Linked DNA regions of Mus musculus: all the other regions are linked to region 1. Evidence: chromatin contacts called from public HiChIP or PLAC-seq and promoter capture Hi-C data. All regions are on one chromosome and are shown on one strand. Each heading gives the region's core, a stretch centred on a gene start, on an enhancer-like site or on the middle of the called end of the contact. The rest is flanking DNA. Distances are from core to core; before and after follow the strand shown.

The links. Promoter capture Hi-C pulls out the DNA fragments that hold promoters and counts their contacts. HiChIP or PLAC-seq counts read pairs in DNA pulled down with a chosen protein or histone mark.
Region 2: a contact with region 1 is called in an H3K4me3 HiChIP or PLAC-seq map of bone marrow-derived macrophages, with 6 times the contacts expected there. The contact joins the promoter of Cdk9 here to the promoter of Zbtb43 in region 1. A contact is called at or near these places in 1 of 39 promoter capture datasets (pre-B cells) and 1 of 115 datasets of contacts at active chromatin or transcription factors (bone marrow-derived macrophages).
Region 3: a promoter capture Hi-C map of liver shows a contact between it and region 1, with 2.5 times the contacts expected there. The contact joins the promoter of Ttc16 here to the promoter of Zbtb43 in region 1. A contact is called at or near these places in 6 of 39 promoter capture datasets (cranial neural crest, fetal liver, liver and 2 more), 1 of 484 Hi-C or Micro-C datasets (embryonic stem cells) and 1 of 115 datasets of contacts at active chromatin or transcription factors (embryonic stem cells).
Region 4: a promoter capture Hi-C map of pre-B cells shows a contact between it and region 1, with 3 times the contacts expected there. The contact joins the promoter of Niban2 here to the promoter of Zbtb43 in region 1. A contact is called at or near these places in 1 of 39 promoter capture datasets (pre-B cells) and 2 of 115 datasets of contacts at active chromatin or transcription factors (embryonic stem cells and pancreatic cancer cells).

What each region holds. Positions count from the first base shown.
Region 1 is chr2:33,466,014-33,470,464 of GRCm38.p6, reverse strand. Zbtb43 (zinc finger and BTB domain containing 43) reads left to right here and starts at 1,933. Exons shown (of 3, transcript NM_001025594.1): 1 at 1,933-2,032.
Region 2 is chr2:32,710,818-32,715,268 of GRCm38.p6, reverse strand. It overlaps Cdk9 (cyclin-dependent kinase 9 (CDC2-related kinase)), which reads left to right and starts at 2,485. Exons shown (of 7, transcript NM_130860.3): 1 at 2,485-2,704; 2 at 3,157-3,238. The coding sequence starts at 2,613. It overlaps Mir2861 (microRNA 2861), which reads left to right and starts at 2,381; the gene lies at 2,381-2,462. It overlaps Mir3960 (microRNA 3960), which reads left to right and starts at 2,297; the gene lies at 2,297-2,369. It overlaps Gm33457 (a long non-coding RNA gene), which reads right to left and starts at 1,959. Exons shown (of 2, transcript XR_001783272.2): 1 at 520-1,959.
Region 3 is chr2:32,773,556-32,778,006 of GRCm38.p6, reverse strand. Ttc16 (tetratricopeptide repeat domain 16) reads left to right here and starts at 2,374. Exons shown (of 15, transcript NM_177384.3): 1 at 2,374-2,676; 2 at 2,912-2,959; 3 at 3,450-3,616; 4 at 3,935-4,025; 5 at 4,199-4,342. The coding sequence starts at 2,659. It overlaps Ptrh1 (peptidyl-tRNA hydrolase 1 homolog), which reads right to left and starts at 2,186. Exons shown (of 5, transcript NM_178595.3): 1 at 2,112-2,186; 2 at 1,484-1,703; 3 at 1,201-1,300; 4 at 979-1,024; 5 at 414-885. The coding sequence starts at 2,177. The coding sequence ends at 703. Cfap157 (cilia and flagella associated protein 157) reads left to right here. Exons shown (of 9, transcript NM_025619.1): 8 at 1-179; 9 at 438-594. The coding sequence ends at 509.
Region 4 is chr2:32,873,925-32,878,375 of GRCm38.p6, reverse strand. It overlaps Niban2 (niban apoptosis regulator 2), which reads right to left and starts at 2,242. Exons shown (of 14, transcript NM_146119.2): 1 at 1,972-2,242. The coding sequence starts at 2,026. It overlaps Gm13523 (a long non-coding RNA gene), which reads left to right. Exons shown (of 3, transcript XR_003954026.1): 2 at 28-129; 3 at 4,396-4,451.

The DNA of each region.
Region 1 (4,451 bases), core at 684-3,183:
GATACTAGCTCCGGATAGGCATAGCCTGTGATCAACTTCTTGCCACAAGTGGACAAAGAGAATGAACACATAGAGGTCACTGCAGGAGGATTAGGAGAAAGCATTTTGGAGTGTTGAGTTGAATAAACTCCTTAAATGATACACCACTTTTTTCAAAAAGGACTAAGGCAGGCAAAGCAAGAAGACTGAGATGGACTGTAGCGTTCAGATGATGCCGAGCAGCTGCCCTGATTCTTCATGGCTTTACCGTCAGATGTGTTGGGTTTTACTGTTTTGCTTCTTTGAGACAAGACCTCATTGCACAGTTCAGGTTGACCCAGAATTGCCTATGTCACCCAAGTCGGCTTAGCCTCCAACCCATCTCCATTTTTTTAAAGATTTATTTATTTTACGTATAGGAGTGCTCTATCGGCTTGTACGCCTGCATGCAGAAGAAGACATCATATCCCAGTATGGATGGTTGTGAGCCACCATGTGGGTTCTGGGAAATGAACTCAGGACCTCTGGAAGAACAGCCAGTGCTCTTAACCTCTGAGGCATCTCTCCGACCCCAACCCCAGCCCCAATTTTTTCTTTTTTATATGCATGTGTATTTGTATGTGTGTTCATGCAGATGTGGTTGTGCTGGTCAAAGGAAAACCCCTAGTGCCAGCCACTCCTTTTAGGCAGGTTCTCTGTTATTCTGAAACTCACTGATCCCTGCCTCCACAGCACTGGCGTTAAAATCCTGCCACCACACCTGCTATTTTTATATGGTTCTGGGAGTGAATTCAGGTCCTTAAGTTGCAATGCTTTGTAAAGGATTTACCAACTGAGCCATTCCCTTAATCCCCACGTTTTTTCCCCTAGCAAGATGTTCCGCACCTGTTCCCAGTTCTGTGCTTCAGTATTTGTTTTCTTTCGTTTTGTTTCCCCGAACTTCTAAAAAAAAATTTTTTTTTTTAATGTGTATGTGTGTTTTGCCTGCACACAAGTCTGGGTACTGTTTGCCTGCCTGGTGTCAGTGGAGGCCGGAAGAGGGAGACAGATAACCTGGAACTGGAGTTAGGGAGGCTGTGTGCCACCAGTTGGGTGCTTGAAATTGAACACAGGTCCCCTGGAAGAGAAATGAGTAGTCTTAACTATTGAGCCATTTTTCCAGCCCTCCCAGAATTTCTTTGAATAATTCTCTCGGGGAGTCCCAACCTCCTCTCTAAATACGGCTGAGTTCCAGAGCCCAACCAAGAAGTAGGCGTGCAAGCTGGGCGGTGGTGGCGCAAGCCTTTAATCCCAGTACTTGGGAGGCAGAGGCAGAGGCAGAGGCAGAGGCAGAGGCAGGCGGATTTCTGAGTTCAAGGCCAGCCTGGTCTACAAAGTGAGCTCCAGGACAGCCAGAGCTATACAGAGAAACCCTGTCTCGAAAAAACCAAAAAAAAAAAAAAAAAGAGAGAGAGAGAGAAAGAAAACAAAACAAAACAAACAAAAAAACAAAAAAGAAGTAGGCGCACACCTGGGAAACTGACCTAAGACACAAATGTGTGTCGGGTCCAGCTTGTGTATCCACCCTACACCAACTATGGGGAACACATCCTTGCAATCCTGATACTCAGCAGGTGCAGGTACGAGTGGATTTAAGTCCAACTTAAAGCCATCTTGAAATGTTATTACTTTTTTTTTTTTTTTTTTTTTTTGGTGGTGGTGGTGGTGGTGGGGTGAGCGTATAAATTGCAAGAGTCAGTCTTCCACTAAGGCTTCCAGAGCTACGAACTCGAAATTATCTCACTCTTCGAGACCATTGCGCAGACGCCAGTACCCTGCGCGTGCTCTCCTGAAGACCCGCCCCGAAAGCACGCCTGGAGCATGCGCACATCCCAGCGTCGACGACACGCCTCCGGAAGCACTGGCAATTTCGAGGGCGGGATCAGAAAGCGTATCCGAGGGACGAGAGGCTCGGGCGGAAGTTGTCCCCGCGGTGGCGGCGGAGAATAAGGCCTTGGTACGGCAACGGGGACGCTCCGGTAGGCTGGAGCTACGGGCGCGGAGCCGTCTGAAGGTACTGCGGGGCGGGGAGGCTGGGCGCTCGCGCGGGAGGTCGCGGTCGGGGTCACGAGTGGCCGCGACACGGGACACTGCTCTCCCTCCGACGGCGGTGATGCGGGACGGCGCGAGTGACTCCGAAGCCCCGGCGCCCCGGCTTAGAGTCCTGCGGCCTCCCGGGCGACCTCTTGGCCAAGGTCACCCCGCGGCAGGTGCACCGCCGCCTGGAGCTCTTGGAGAATCCGCCCCCGGGGCGACCTCCGGGTCGAGCCACCCACGCACGAACCGACGCCGCGAAGGAGAACCTCGCTGCCCTGAGTTTCGCCTCTTTGTCAGACCGTTGTCACCTGTTTTGTCCTCACCTGGCCTCTTGTCAGCTGGAGTTTATACTTTGCATCTTTGGTGGTGACAACCTTTGGACTTTGTCTTTACCTCTGTCTCCTCCCTTGCCTCAGTGTTTTTTGACTCTGCTTCTGCCCCCTCGGGCCGCCCTCTGGTTCAGGGCCCGAAAGTCACACTGACTTCTTGGTCATTTGTCTGTCTGTCTCTCTGTGTGTGTGTGTGTGTGTCTGTCTCTCTCTCTCTCTCTCTCTCTCTCTCTCTCTCTCTCTCTCTGCCAATGTTGTGTTCTTGTTCTCTCCTTCCCAACTGAGTTTGTTTAGGCAGGGCGGGCCTTGCCTGGACCTCTGAGCCATGGAAGGTGACTCATGACCCTGTAAAACTCCCCTGGCCGGGCACCATTACCAGTGGCCCGATCACAGTCTGGTCTCAGTTCTGACAAGTGTCACCAAACCTAATAAAGTGTCAGGAGCTACTGCTTTCACGGTGAAGGCCCATCTCAGGATCTAGGCAGTGGTTTGCGCAGGTCTCCACAACTCTTTGCTCTTTCCAGAAACCCTGGGTGGCCTCCAGGGCTGTTTGGAGCTGCTCTGTTTAACCAGGCCAGCATCTACAGGCTTAGGAAGGACTAGACTTCCATCTGCCTCTGAGACCCTTAACTTAGCACAGTAGCAGAGTTCTAGGAGCAGTTTACTGAAGAACTTAGAAACCTAATAGGAATCCATTCCCTGCTTGTTTCCAAAGTATTGTCTGAGACAGAGACACCATAGGGAGGAACACTGAAACTTTTGGAGTGGAGTGTATCTGGAATAGACAGGAGATGAAACATATTTTATCAAGTGCCTGAGTCAAGTAGGCTGCCTCAGTGGATACAGAGTTTTAAGAGATGGAAAGAACGTTCTAGAAATGGTTTGTGCACAACAGTGTGAATGCTACATAACTAACTCTGGTTTGCAACATTTAGTTGAATCCTTTGTAGCAATGCAAGCCAAGCCCTTCCCAGCAGCAGGTTCAGCTGATGTGGAGTTCCTTTCAATCTTGTAGCAGCAGTTTTCCCCTCCCTCCCGGCCCCTCTGGAGTCAGTGCAGAGATCTACTGAGGGGCAGCTTGAGAAACACATTACCTTTGACATGCCAAGAGCTTGTAAAACTGGAAAGATACTCCTTATTAGAGTAGAAAGTGTTCTGGTCTTTTTTCACAGGCTAGGCCTTTTTAGTTTTCTTGGATTTTTTTTTTTTTTTTTGGCTTTGTTTGTTTGTTTCTGTTTTATAAAACTTACCTGCCTTAAGGTCATTTCCCCAGCATTTGGTTTTTTTGTTTGGTTTAGTTTGGTTTGGTTTGGTTTTTTGAGACAAGATCTCTCTATACAGACAGGATGGCCTCAAACTCTGAGATACTCTTGCCTCTACCACCTGAATGCTGGAATTAGAGACTTTTGCCCACATGCCTGGCTTCAAGCTTTGTAATATGCCTAACAGTTGACTTATTGTTGTGTTTCATTGACTCTTGATGCCATCAAGTGTTTTCTGTTCACCAAGAAAAGAAACAGTGCCTGGAGCAGAATTCATTCCCAGCACTGTGTTTCTTTATCCTAATTAAAAACACTTTGACTTAGAGGTTTAAAGAATAAAATCAGTGCACATTCAATTGGTCTTAAAATCAGAAAAACATAAACAAAGACCCATCAGTTAAAGTGCCCAGGAAAGGGATGGCTCTCCGAGACAATCCGAGCCCTGCTCTTTGAATACTGTCTGCTTCAGAGTTGTAGCAGGTCCCTTATTGGTGGAGAGGAGAGGAGGAGAACTGTGGCAGACGGTCCCTTAGTGGTGTGAGGAGAGGAGGAGAACTATAGCAGACGACGGTCCCTTAGTTGCATCTCTAGTTGTTCCAAGTGGAGTCATCCTTTGTGTCATCAGAAACATTCATCGTGCCAGGAGTGCTTCAGTCATGACCTCAGTAGCCACAGCTGTTAAAACTGCAACATACATCCTGTCTAGTGTAGCCCATGGTACTTCCACCTCCCAAGAGCTGGGTTTTCTGTATGGCTGCCAGCTCCAGCTGGCAAAATCAGCTGACCTTCTGAACTGTAAGGAGTT
Region 2 (4,451 bases), core at 1,236-3,735, 760 kb after region 1:
GCAGCCAACAAAGCGGTAGCCAAAGTGGATTCGAAAGGCTAGTCCCCCTCTCTAGTCCCCTCCTGGATTTACCAGTGGTGGAGAACCCGGACTTCAGAACTGGGCAGCCTTACAAAGCCTCCAGACCACCACTGCTTCCCTGTGGAGAGCTGAGGGCCCATGACTCTGAGGAAGTGACTGGAAGATGTCAGGGCTCTGGTTGGGGCCAGAGGTGACAACATCACAGGAAACCCTGCTAAAGCCTCTCTGCCCACAGGATGTGACTTAGGGAGGGCTCATGAGAAACAGGCACCAGCTACGGCTTAAAACTCCACATAAGCCCTGCAAAGTCCTCGGCCCTCAGTGCTACTGTTACCTGCCACACCTCCTCACCCCCCCCCCACTACTCCTCACACACACCCCCGGGGGCAGTGAGTGCCAGGTGAGATCACTCCCAAGTTTTGTCACGCTTTCATGCTGAGCCCAGATTGGGAGGGGCCTTGACATAGGAGGACTGTTGGGAGTTTATGCCAAACTTACCTGGTTCAAAGCTAGTGTGGCCACTGACTGGCAGTGTGACCATGGCCCAGTCATCTCACCTCTGAGTGTCAGGGTCGTTATGTACAGTGGAGGGAAGAGCAGTGCTCCGTGAATAACTGATAATAGAAATAACTCCTGTGCAGGGCTAAAGGGAGGACTTAGCCACATCCTGTCATCATAATTAATGCACGTACTCTCTCCTTACCCCTGGTGGCATCCCCCCACCACCACTTCTTGTTTCAGGTAAGCAGTGTATCCAGGAAGGTAGGCTCTGGGTCATATGGCTTGATCTCCTTTAAAGCCCTGGCTCTATGGAGGGTCTTGAAAAATCTTGCTGCCAGGACCCTTCTCATAGTAGGTACTCTGGGGCTCCAGGGTCCCCGAAACCAGTCCTCCTTCCAAGAATCTTCAAGCCCAGACAATGTGGGATAAACCTGGAAAGCACTGCTGGACACAGTGATACGGTGAGTTGGGAGGGATGCCTGGAGTTCAAAGGTCAGCCTAGACTACTGTGTGAGCACCAGACCAGCCACGACTTGTCTCCATCAAACAAGAGGGGGAAGCAAACGGGAAGCCTGCAGCTGACCCTGGAGAGTGGGGTGGCAACTCTGAAGACAGGAGGGATTGGGAAACTGAAACAGAAGGGAGCTTGTAGGACCACAGACCAGGAGGTAAACGCTGGAAAAATCGGCCATGATCAGCTCAGAATTTCAAGACAGTAGAGGAAGACAGAACAGACTTCAGACTCTCCTCTCTGTCTCTCTGTGTTATTGTTGTTTTTCCTGGCTGTCCTGGAACTGGCTCTGTAGACCAGGCTGGCCTGGAACTCAGAAATCCATCTGCCTCTGCCAAGTGCTGGGATTAAAGGCGTGCGCCATCAAGGCCCGGCTCACGCCCATTTCAAAAGCATCAGGAGTGCCGGCTCAATGTTAACAGTTTTGGGGATGATTGACTCTGGACAGACCAGCTTTGGCGCGGCTCTGTGAAGGAAGGTTGTAGTAGATCCATCCTGACAACACAAGATCCAAGGGTTTAGGCCTGAGCGTTGATCGCTCACCGCCCACAGTGTCGCCGCGCCCCCTGGCGGCCGTCAGTTGCCATGTCAACGGCGGGTGGCTGAGACGACGGAGGCGGCAGCGGGGGCAGTTCTCTCTTCCCCTGGCCTCAAGGCCGCTCCCACGGCACCTCCTGCCTTCGCCTCACCGGGAGCACACTCCCGGTCCTGGAAGAAGGGCCATTCTGTAGCAGCTGGCATTCGGGGGATAAACTGAGGCACGCAGGAGGGAGCCGCAGGCAGGTGTCTAGTGCGGAGCCCCACCTCCAAAGGCAGAGGAGGGGCTGCGAGCAGTGACGCGCCGAGGGCGGACGCTGGACTGGGAGCGGGAGGGCGGGAGGCGGCGGCGGCAGGTGCGGCTGCGAAGGGTGGGAGGAGGAGGGAGGGGGTGGGCGGAGGGGGAGGGGAGGCCAGGACGGGCACCTCCCCCTTTATAACGCGCCCCCTCCCGGGCTTTCGGGCCGCCTCCTCGTCTGCTCTGCCTATCTCGCCCCCTTGCCCTGCCGCCCCGGGCCGGGCTTGGCCAGGGAGCCTCCGCCCCCAGGCCTTCCCCCCACCACCACCCGCCGCCCCGCGCAGCCCGGCGGAGGCGGCGCCGTCGGAGGAGGAGGAGCAGGGCACTGCGGCTGGCCCCGGATCGGGAGCCAGAGCGGCAGCAGCTTCGGCAGCAGCACGGCCCGGGCCAATGCAGCGGGACGCACCGCCGCGAGCCCCAGCCCCAGCGCCACGGCTTCCTGCGCCCCCGATCGGGGCCGCCAACAGCGCTGGCGGCGGCGGCGGAGGCGGGGGCAGTGGCGGCGGCGGAGGCTCCTCTGCAGCTCCGGCTCCCCCTGGCCTCCCGGGAACTACAAGTCCCAGGGGGCCTGGCGGCGGGCGGAGACCGGAAGAGGCGGGCTCGGCACCTCGAGGCCGGAAGTGGCCGTGGAGGCGGAAGTGGCGCGGCCGCGGAGGGGCCTGGAGTGTGGCGGGACCGGGAGCGGCGGGAGCTGCGGCTGGGGGCGGCGGCGGCGGCGGCGGCGGAGGCGCGCTGGAGGTGGCCATGGCCAAGCAGTACGACTCGGTGGAATGCCCGTTCTGCGATGAGGTCACCAAGTACGAGAAACTTGCCAAGATCGGCCAAGGCACATTCGGGTAAGATTAGGCCGCGTGGGACCGCGAGCCCGGGACCTGCACTTTCCAGGGCCGACGTCGGGTCGCCCAGAGCCCGGGCCGAGGTGGTCCGGAAGCTTCTGTTTTCGTGGCTGTTGCCCGGTCTTGCTCGGCCGCGGCGCAGACGTTCCCGGCCCAACCGAGCCGACTGGCGGGGAGGAGCCTGGGGCCCGTGATGGGGGTTGGGTAGGGTTGCTGAGAGCCACTCCGAATGTGAGCGGCCACCTCTAGGGGAGGAGTAGGGGCTGAGTAGGAGTAAGCAGAGGCCGGGAGGAGGACGGAAGACACGCGGTGTGGAATGACCGCGTCCCGGATCCGAGGCCGCACCCCGCCCGCCGTGGGTCTGGGCTCCTGCTGCTCCCCTTCGCGCGGGGGAGGGGCACTCCCTGCGGAAATGCCTTATGGGTCCCTTGGGTCTTTCTCTGTGCCTGCAGGGAAGTCTTTAAAGCCAAGCACCGTCAGACGGGCCAGAAGGTGGCTCTGAAGAAAGTGTTGATGGAGAATGAGAAGGAGGGGGTGAGTATATGGACCACTGGGCCGACCTTCTTCTAACCTGGCTGGGTTTCCACACCGCTACTTCAAAGGGTTTTGTGCTGAGATTCGACCTAGTGTTTTTCGGTTTTCCATGGAACAAGGAATTTGGCTTTCCATTTACACTGTTGAGCTTTAGTGGCAGAGTTCTGTGGGAGCCACGGGAGGGAGCCTGTGCTTTTCCCATGGAGTGCAGGTTGACTCTAGAAAACTTTCAGCTTAGCTTGGCGTTGAATTTTGTTTTGTATGAAGAGACCATTTGTGCACAAGCCGTTTAAAAGGCCGCTGAGCTTAAGGTGATGTTCTGAAAGGTGTTGTTTCCATCAGCCTCAGCAGCATTGCCTTTGTAAGGAAAATGCTGTTTGTCTTACTTTGCGTCTATAGGGTCTTCTGTTTTCTGGCATGTCTGTGTACAGCACTATTCTCCAGTACCTGGGTACCTGAGGAAGCCAGAAAGGTGTGCCAGGTTGCCTTGGATCATTTGGGACAAAAGATCCACTGTGTGGGTGCTGGGAATTGAACCTGGGTCCTGGGGGAGGATAGCCAGTGCTGTGGTGTGTGTGTTTCCCTGAAACAGGGACTCTATGTTTTGTTTGACACAAAATCTCTCTGTAGCCCCAACTGTCCTGGAACTCACTGTTTGGTCCAGGCTGTTCTCAGACTCACAGAGGATCAACTGCCTGTGTTTCCTGACTGCTGGAAATAAAGGGCTGGACTGCCACACGTGACCATAGCCAGTTTCCTTAACCATTCAACTATCTCCATTCCCAGGAAATTTCTTGATCTTTTTGGTTTTTTTGAGACAGGGTTTCTCTGTGTAGCCCTGGCTGACCTGGAACTCACTTTGTAGACTAGGCTGGCCTTGAACTCAGAAATCCACCTGCCTCTGCCTCCCAAGTGCTGGGATTAAAGGCGTGCGCCACCACTGCCCCACAAATTTCTTGATCTTAACTCACAAGTGTTAGTGACAAAATGTTTATCCTTATTTGGGTTGTCTAAAATAAATTCCCAGTCTGGAGTAAAGGGTTGTGATTATAATCCCAGCACTTATGAGACTGGGGAAAAAAGATGGTTCATAAACAAGTTCAAGGCCACCATTATCTAGATGGCAACATTTAGCAGCTCCTTGAGATATGTGTGTGTTTGCACTTATTTTATATTTTGCAAAGGCTAGCTACAGATAAATATAGATATATCT
Region 3 (4,451 bases), core at 1,125-3,624, 690 kb after region 1:
CCCAGACATCCAAGGAAGGGGCTGTTTCTCTGCTGCAGCAGCTCTCGACCATCACAACCTATAAGCCAGGGGATCTTGGGCTGGTGCCTCGACGTCCGGTCCGCATCCCACTCAAACCCCAGGATCTCAGGCCCCTCTCCTATATCACCCGAATGGGGATCTGCCAGAACACGAATGAGGTAGGGGTGCCAGGAACCCTAGGCACAGCAAGCTGACAGCTGTCCCTGGTTCTGCCAGGCTATAGTTGGGTAGCCTCAGGGATATGGTGGAATCTCTTTGCTCCTCCCCACCTAGAAAATGACCCAATGGAAAAAGGCTAAAGCATTATACCCATGATCCCTTAGGAATAGGGTTTGCCAGACCCTCTTGTCCCTACCCACTGGTGCCTAACCCCACAGGAAGCTTCCAATTTCAAGTTCGTATCTTTAATCTTGCAGATCTACCCATCTGGAGCTCTCAAAAGGTTCAGAAAGTTTACCCTTCCTAGACCTTTCCTACACCGCAAATAGCGAACGGGGAGACCAAGCTGCTGCAGAAACAGACTGATGTGGCCACAGTCCCTCCTTGAATCTGCAAGTAGCCTGGGGAAACCCAGGGAAGTTATATAAACATTGGGTACCACTGTGTCATTGCAGTTCTGTGGCCCTGTCTTGGCTTCATGGCACCGGCAGGCAGTCAAACAGGTAGATATATCCACTGGTATTAGAGGCCTGACAATGGTCCCTGGCTTCGAGCACGGATGTGGTCCAGGAGCAGGTCAGTGGCCTGATCCATCAATGGGGACAGTAGCTCCTGCTCCTCCGGGGAGAAACAGCCCAGGACATGGTTCTCCACCATATTAGGGTGTGTGGGGCGCCCGATGCCCACCAGCAGCCTTGGCATTGCCTGTAGGGTCCCAGGGGAATGAGGATGCATTGGTGAGATACAATGTCAATGCTAGCCACCCCCACCCAGGGCAGGGCAGAAGGGTAGACTCACATTGGAGTTCAGACAGCTAATGCAGGAACGGACTCCATTATGGCCCCTTGAGGGGATATGAAGAGCAGTTAGTACTTTCTGAGGCAGTGCCCTTCCTCCATTCCCTTGCCCAGGCCTTCTTCAGAGCAGCCCAGCCTATCGAGATAGATAGTCTCAACAATCTTACTCCACTCCAACAGAGGCCAGCATCCCTACCCAAACCTACGCACATAAGAGCCTCACCTTGCGCTGCCCCCCAGCTTCAGAGCCAGCTTTCCCAACGGCTTGTCCAGTTCATCATGGACCAGATAGATCTCCTCCGCAGTCAGCCCAAACAGCTCCGCTTGGCACAGGGAAACAACACTCTAGTTACTGCATATCTGCTCAGAGGGGTCACAACAACCCCCATATGTAAACAGGCTTCCCCAAGCCTTCACTGTAGTAATTGGGGCTCACCAGGCACTTGTCACAATTGAACCCTCTCTCTGGTCCCTGTGCCCTCTTATCCATGAAACCTACAACTCACCAGCTCGGGCTACGCTGCGCCCGTTGACGTTCATGAGGCGCCGCGGCCGGAGCAGTACCAGCTGAGCATCCCCGAGCGGGGCCAGGGCGAGGTCAGCAGCACAGCGCGAGTCACGAGTCCAATTCTCCGCCACTCCCAGTCGCCTTGCTATTTGCCCCAGCACCGCCATGCCCACACTGTGCCGGGTGCCGGGCATTCCGTGGTTCCCCAGGCCAGCCACCTGTAGGCAACACTCACTCAGGACCCAAAACATTGACCAGGAAACAGAAGCGACAGTATTGGGAAGGAGCACTTAAGGGTCTGGGAACTCCTGGAGGCCCCACCAGCCAGAGGATGCCGCTCCCTGGTGCAAGAGCAAAACTAAAAGTTTGGAGCCAGTTAGTATTGCGCCTATTTGACTAAGTAGAAAAAGGGACAACTATCCCGAAAAGATGGTTCCGAAGGTAAGGTTGCTGCTAACCCTGACAACCTGGGTTCGATCCCCAGAACCCACATGGTGGAAAGAACCCTCTCCTAAGTTGCCCTCTGACAGCCACAGGGCACATGCATACAACGCATACACTTAAATGTAAGCGTAGCTGCGGAGCCAAGCCCCGCGTCCCTGTGTAGCCACCCACGCCCCACTCACCAGCCACCGCTTCCCGGGGAACCGAGCCTCGGAAACCTGCCGGCTCAAGGCCCAACTCCGCCGCATCCCTGGACTAAAAAGACCGGACTTCAACGTGCCGACTCCCATTCACAGCCAGGACCCCGCCCCTTGACGTCAGGCATCCCTAAGCCAATAGCATCACGACATGTCCAGCGACGCCCAATCCAGGCTGGGTTTGGCGTCCGCCATGTCTCTGCGGGGCGGAAGTGGGTGGATCGCGGGCCCGGGCGAGTGTCTGGGTGCATTCCTCCGCGACGCGTCACCCTGTATGGCTCAGCCTTTGCTCGGCCTTTGCTCGAGGGCTGGTACCTCGTTAAGTTTCTACCCTGGCCCGCGTCGGCGTGCACTGCCCATAGGTTCTTTCCTTGACTTAGGCCTTGGCTTGCCTTGCTGAGTTTCTAGTGACTCTCGGAGGCGGGGCCAAGTGGGCGGGGCCTATGGACATCGTGGACCTGGTGCCTAGCAACAACGGAGCTAGGGAACCTCAGAGTATGCTTAGCCCAGAAGTTAGCCTAGAAACCTGGCCATGACAGACAGAAGCAAGGTGAGGGCTGAGAAGGGGAAAGCTGAGGCAGAGGTCGGGGCCGCAAGAAGGGCTTGAGGAAGAGCCAGTCAAGCCCTTCAGGGGAACTGGGAGAGGTCAGAGGTCATCATTTGTAGTGTGGTAGGGGAGAAGGGTGACTGGCCTCCCAGTCCTAAGGGAGAGAGAGGGCAGAGAGATTTTTTGGGGGGGTTGTTGTTGTTTTAACGTTTTGGGGTTTTGTTTGTTTGTTTTATAGACTCAGAGAACTCCATCTGCCTCTAGCTCTAGAACGGGGTTATTAAAGGTATGCACTACCGTGCCCAGCCCAAGTGGAGAGATTTTGAGGAGTGAAACACAGAACTTGAGGACTGATGAGACATAGGTTCCCCGATTCTGGTGACTATGGGAAGGGTGATCACACAGAGGTGAGAAGCCCTGGGAAGAAGTCAGGTGAAGTGCTTGCTCAATGTGACCTGACGAGTGTGAGAATCCCAGGGCGGGAGTCACAAGGAACCTTGTGCAGCAGGGTCTGAAAACGATGAGCAGCTAGAGCACAAGGTGAGAGCAGACAAAGCCCAAGAGGAGAGCAGAGGGTGCAGTGGTTCCTTGACCTTGACCACAGGACAGGGAGAGAGGCAGGGCTAGAGAAATGTTGGAGCCCTGGGGGACTGTTGAACCCCAGACTAGGTGTGCCTTCTACCAGGAGGCCTCTTCACACCTCTTCCAGTAGGCAAAGCTCCTGGGGGAAGTGTTCCTGAGGCCTTCTGAGCTTACTGCCCCTGGCTTGGTTCCAGGAGCCTCACAGTGCCCGTTCCCAGAAAACTCCAAAGCTAAAGGTTCCTGAAGCCCCAGAGAAGATCCTGCGACGCATCTTTGGGACCAGTCATGTGTTCTATGTTATGACAGATCCTACAAAACGAAGGATGATAGGATCAACAGTGCCTGCCAAAGTCAGAGAGTAGTGAGTGACTTCTTTGTCTCCAACTCCAGGTTCCTACTCTACAAAACCATTATTAATACTGGGTTCAGCTGCAAGCTGGCTGCTATCCCTCTCTGGGTCTCAGTGAACAGCGAGGGTAGAGGGATAAGGGGCTGATGCCCTGGAAGAGCTCCAGGAAGGTCAGCCTGGCCTCTGTGGAGCTCTGATGGCTTTTGCAGCCTCTTTACCTCAGCCCTCCCTCCTGCATACCCCATTCTAGCCCTGAGAAGGTCCTGGGCTGGTCCCAGATCAATACCAGATCCACTGCCTGTCCTGTCCTGTCCTGTCCTGTCCTCACAGCTATAACCAAGGCCATCAGTGCCTCCTACAAGAGGACTGGGAGATGTCTGTGCTGTTCTTCTCCCGTGCCCTCCACCTGGACCCCAAACTGGTAAGAGGAGAGTCAGAGTGGTCCCCAGGGAGCAACTGGCTGGGCATAAGTCCCCCACCCCCTGTCACTGTCAAACCTGCTTAGCCCTTCCTCCCAGGACCATCAGATTCTGGAACCACCTGGAAGGGAAGAAGTTGGAGAGGAAATAACAGCCAGGGTCTCTTTGCCTTTAGGTAGACTTCTATGTATTCCGTGCTGAGGCCTTCATCCAACTCTGTGACTTCTCCTCTGCCCTCCAGAACCTCCGCAGGGCCTACTCCTATGACCCAGGGAATAACAAGTACCTGAACCGGCTGGCCTTTGTGCTCTACCTACAGGTGCCTCAGCTGCCCCACCCGCAGGGGACTTCTCACCTTATCCCCAGCTACTGGCTTGCCCTTCACCTACAGGGAGCCTTCCTGGGATAGGATCTGAGTTCTTGGGGAC
Region 4 (4,451 bases), core at 993-3,492, 590 kb after region 1:
TCTCTCTGTTGGACTACCTTCTTGTAGCACCCACCCTTACACTCAGGAGCCTCCCTGGCGAGCCTGCCCTGGGATCTAGGGCATCTGAAGAGGGATTATTAATAGCACTTTCAAGTGTTTGGAGGAAAGGTAAGCAGGTTGAGTGGGCACAACCCTATTCTCCCCAGCCTGTATCCACAAAACAAACTCAGCCCTCTCCGGAAGGGGCCACTCCACCGTCCCCTGGCTTCGGTCCCCTGGCTTCGGCTCCACTCAGGGAGTTGGCCAGGAGGTCAGGGGTGGGTTCTCAGCCTAAGACTTGGGAAGGTGGGAGATCTGGGTGTGGGGAAAAGAAAAAAAAAAAAAAAAAACCACTGAAGTAGGGCACACCCCACCCATGCTTGCTGAGAGCCTGAGAGGAGGCTCTGAATGGAGAGACTGTTACAGAACCCCAGGAGGTTGCCACCAACAGGGAAGGGACAGGAAGACTCCGCCCTGCCCTTCCTGAGCCCAGGCCTTGTCCTACAAGGAGGCCTTCCAGGACTTAACCCCTAGCTGTTCAGAGGTGAGAAATGGTCTATATCACCCATCCTGTCCCCAACTCCAGGCCTGGCCAAGTGACTGGATAGTCCTTCTTTGGCACCTTCTTTGTGCCCGGCCACAGTGAAGCCCTGGAAGTGGGGACACCTGCCTTATTCTAGGGTCCCTGCTATCAAGGGGAAATATAGCCAAGCACCCAACAGGACATCAAGATAATGTAGGGACACCACACTCAATGAACAGGGAGACAAATGAAACCAAAGGAACTGTCTCCTCTTCCTGTGCTCTGATAAACCCAGCTGGTTGGCACGCCAGGTCTCAGGGCCTCCTGTACTAAGCAAAGCTCACTAAGCTCTCAGCAGCCATCCCAAGAAGTCAACACCCGCCCCTTAGGAAGGCAACACCGAAGCTCTTGGACATTGTGACTGGCTCAAGCAGGGCAGTGGTGCCCCAGGCCTTTAATCCCAGCACTTGGAAGGCAGAGGCAAGTGGCTCTCTACGAATTCGAAGCCAGCCAGGTCTACAGCCACAACTACATGGTGAGACCCTGGCTGGGAAAACCAAAACAAAAGAGACTGGCTCAGGATCACACACTTGGGAGAGAAGCTGAAATTACATTCAGGACCGCCAGGCCTGACTTGCCTGTGGTCAGCCAAGCTTTGTTTTGGGATAGCCTGAGATTCTCACCCCATCTCCCACTCCCTACAATGAGCCCAGGATCCTGCACTCCACAGACTTGGGAGCAACTCCCTCTAGAGAAGTGTCCACCGCGCAGTGACAGGCTGAGAGCAAGGCTGGCAGAAGGAAGGTACTGAGAGGTACTGAGAGACTGAACTCTGGCTCTGAGAGAACCAGCTCTGGCCATAAACAGACCCCCTAGGCTGTAGTGCCAGCACTCTGCTGAGGTAAAGCCCAAAGACAGGGACCCGCCCCTTCAAGGGCACCCCATCTCTCCTTAGCCCCACTCTCCACATTCGGTCCCCGGCTCTCTAAGGGCCCATCCCCCTGTAAGCTTCAGCCACGTGTACCCGGACTGAGGCCAGGGCGAGGAGGAACAAGGCAGCTGAGGGGGGAGTCTGGAAGGTCTGACTCTGTGGGGCAGAGTCCAGAGTAGAGGTTAGGCTTGGAACGTTGTTGGGAAAGATGGGGGGCGCGACCCCTCCGCCACGCCTGTAAGTGCATGGTTCTGGCCAGGCTGGGCTCCAAGGGGAGCAGTGGGATCCAGTAGAGAAATGGGATCCCAGGCTCCTCAAAGGGTGAAAGGAGCATACAGAAGGGCCTGGAAGGGCCGTCCAGACCGAGAGAGAACAAGTTCGGAGGAAGAGTAAGGGTCTGGCCGGCTCTCGTCCCGACCTGGGCCTTGACTCTCGAGTACCGCTCCCCATGAGATCGGAGGCGTGGCCCGGGGTGCCCGGGGAGCCCCAGGCCGGCCGGGCGCTGAGCGGTGCTCACCTGCGATGTGCTGGCGCCGTGCGTCATCCAGGTGTGTGGACAGTACGTCTCCCATGGCGAGGAGAAGACGCGGCCGGATCCGCCCGCCGCTACTCAGACTGACGCCGCTGGCGCCATGGAGTCCGCAGGCCCCGCTGCCGCCGTCGCCCCGCAGCCCCGCTGCCGCCTCGGCTGCTCTCTCTGCGCTCCCACCGAGATCCCCACCGCGTCCCTCCCTCCGGCCGCTGCTGCCTCTCTAGCCCGCGCCCAAGCCCCGGCGCCCGCCCCGCCCCGCCCCGCCAGGCCAGGCCAGGCCACGCCCCTGTCGGAGCCACGCCCTCCTCTCCAGTCCAAGGCGGGAGGGGACCTCCAGACAGCGAGGAGACTTAGACAAAGAGAAGATCCCCAGAAAGGAGACCCGGGACGGACCTGCTTGGTGTGCTTCAAATTCAGATAGCAGCGAAGAAAAGGCTGATGGGGGTATCGCAGAAAACGGAGAGCCCTTGGGGCTGTAGCCTAAGCGTCTCCTCTCCCCTCCTCAAGCCGAGGACAATGTAGGGACTACAAGGGGACGCCGGGACGGACGTGTGGGAATTCAGCATTCCTCCTGCCCCCTTCCCCCAGTCTCGCCCACAGCTGCTTGCACTGGGGAAGTCCCCTAGCCTTGATCGGACCTGTCCTAGAAGGTGTGCCAACCCGTCTTGCACAATAGATAGGGGTAGACGGGGAGGGAAAATGGACAAGTATGGGGTGGAAGACTGAGGGACAAGGGAGGGGAAGAGATGGGGCGGGGGGTGCGGGGGGACATGGTTAGAGCTCAAAGATATCATCAAGAGGTCATTCCTCAGGCCCGGCTCGTGGGCGTTTCATTCGAAGGAGGCTTGCTGAACAGAGCAAAGCAGGAAGGCTATTTTTGCACTTTGTTAGACTGTCTGAAATGAAAAGCCGGGACCTCGGACTCTGGGTACTTGTACAGTAGGGCTGGGCATGGGTAGGTAACTAACAGAAGGTGTTTCGGTTTCTGGACCTCCCAAGCCGGTAGAGGAGACTAATTTGATGACTTGGTCTGCACTGCCTGTGTGACCAGGGCTGGCTGTGTTGCTGCTCCCTCACACCTCTTGGCTCACCACTATAATGCGCTCCACCAGTTATTAGCTGCTCTCCCTGTAACCCTGACACCTGGCAGCAGGATTGTAACAGTTACCTATAACTAGGCACCTGTCTTGTAGGCCTGTCACCACCACACCAGGTGATGCAGACTCTCTGTCATGCTTTCCATCAGCAGTCAGCCACTGTGGTGAACACTCATTTGCTAAGCCTCCTGCAAGATGCTGTGCTTAAGTGTAGGGGTGCATGCAGTAGGGAGGACAGATCTGAGGCTGTGGGGCTGGCGAGACGGCTTAGCTTAGCGGTAAGAGCTCTTACTACTCTTGCAAGAGCACTCCGGTCCTTTCCTGGCACCCACATCAGGCAGTTCACAAATGCCTATAACTACATTTCCCGGGTATCTGACTACTACTTCTGCCTCTACAAGCTACTATACTCACCTGGGGTGAATAAATTCATGCAGGAAAACACATGTACATATAAACAAATAAATGATAAGATGTTGAGGTCAGCCTAAACAAGCTGCAAAGCAAGTTTGAGGCCAGTCTAAGACACATAGGAAGACCCTCTTTCAAAAGTTCAATGGCTAAACTGGACAACTAGTGGTGCTCTCGTCTTTAACCCAGCACTCAGGAGGCAGAGGTAGGTGGAGCTCTTGAGTTCGAGGCCAGCCTGATCTACAGAGGGAGTTCTAGGACAGCCAGGGCTACAGAGAGAGACCCTGTCTAGAAAACATGCACACAAACATATACAGGTTTGTGTGCACACACACACATACACATGCACACACACAAGCTACCTATCCTCTATGACCCTGGACAAGTGCATTCCTTGTTGAGCTCAGTCCCCTCACCTGTCAAGTCAGAGTAATGATACTTTGTGGGGAGGCTAGGAAGAGAGAGAGTGCCTACCATAGACAGTCACTTTCTCAATAAACAGAAATGTTGTTCTGGTCCCTGCCCTCCTGAAGTCTGAGGGAGGGAACAGAACATTGTGTTATGAGGACAGTGATTTAAGCACAGTACCAGAGCTGAAAGTTGAAAAACGAGAATTGTGACAGCATGTAGCAAGGAAAGGCCACTCAGGGAGCGGGGCCCACACAGGCAAAGGGCAAGCCTGAGAAAAACAGGATGTGTTCAGAGTCACCAGGAGGAATTGGAGGCAGGCTGGCAGAGATTTTCAGTTTCCTTGTGCAGAGGTGGGCCAGAGAAGGAAAGCGACTTTTGTCCAAGTCTCACAGTAGGGACCCAGGGCCATCACAGTTGACCCTGAATGTCACTTCTCTGGGCTGCCTGAAGCAAGTGATGCTAATAAGCTCATTTTTCTCCTTTCCCTCAGCCTCAACTACAGAACCTAGAAAGGTCTGTGCTGCCTGGGGAAAGGACAGCAAGAGC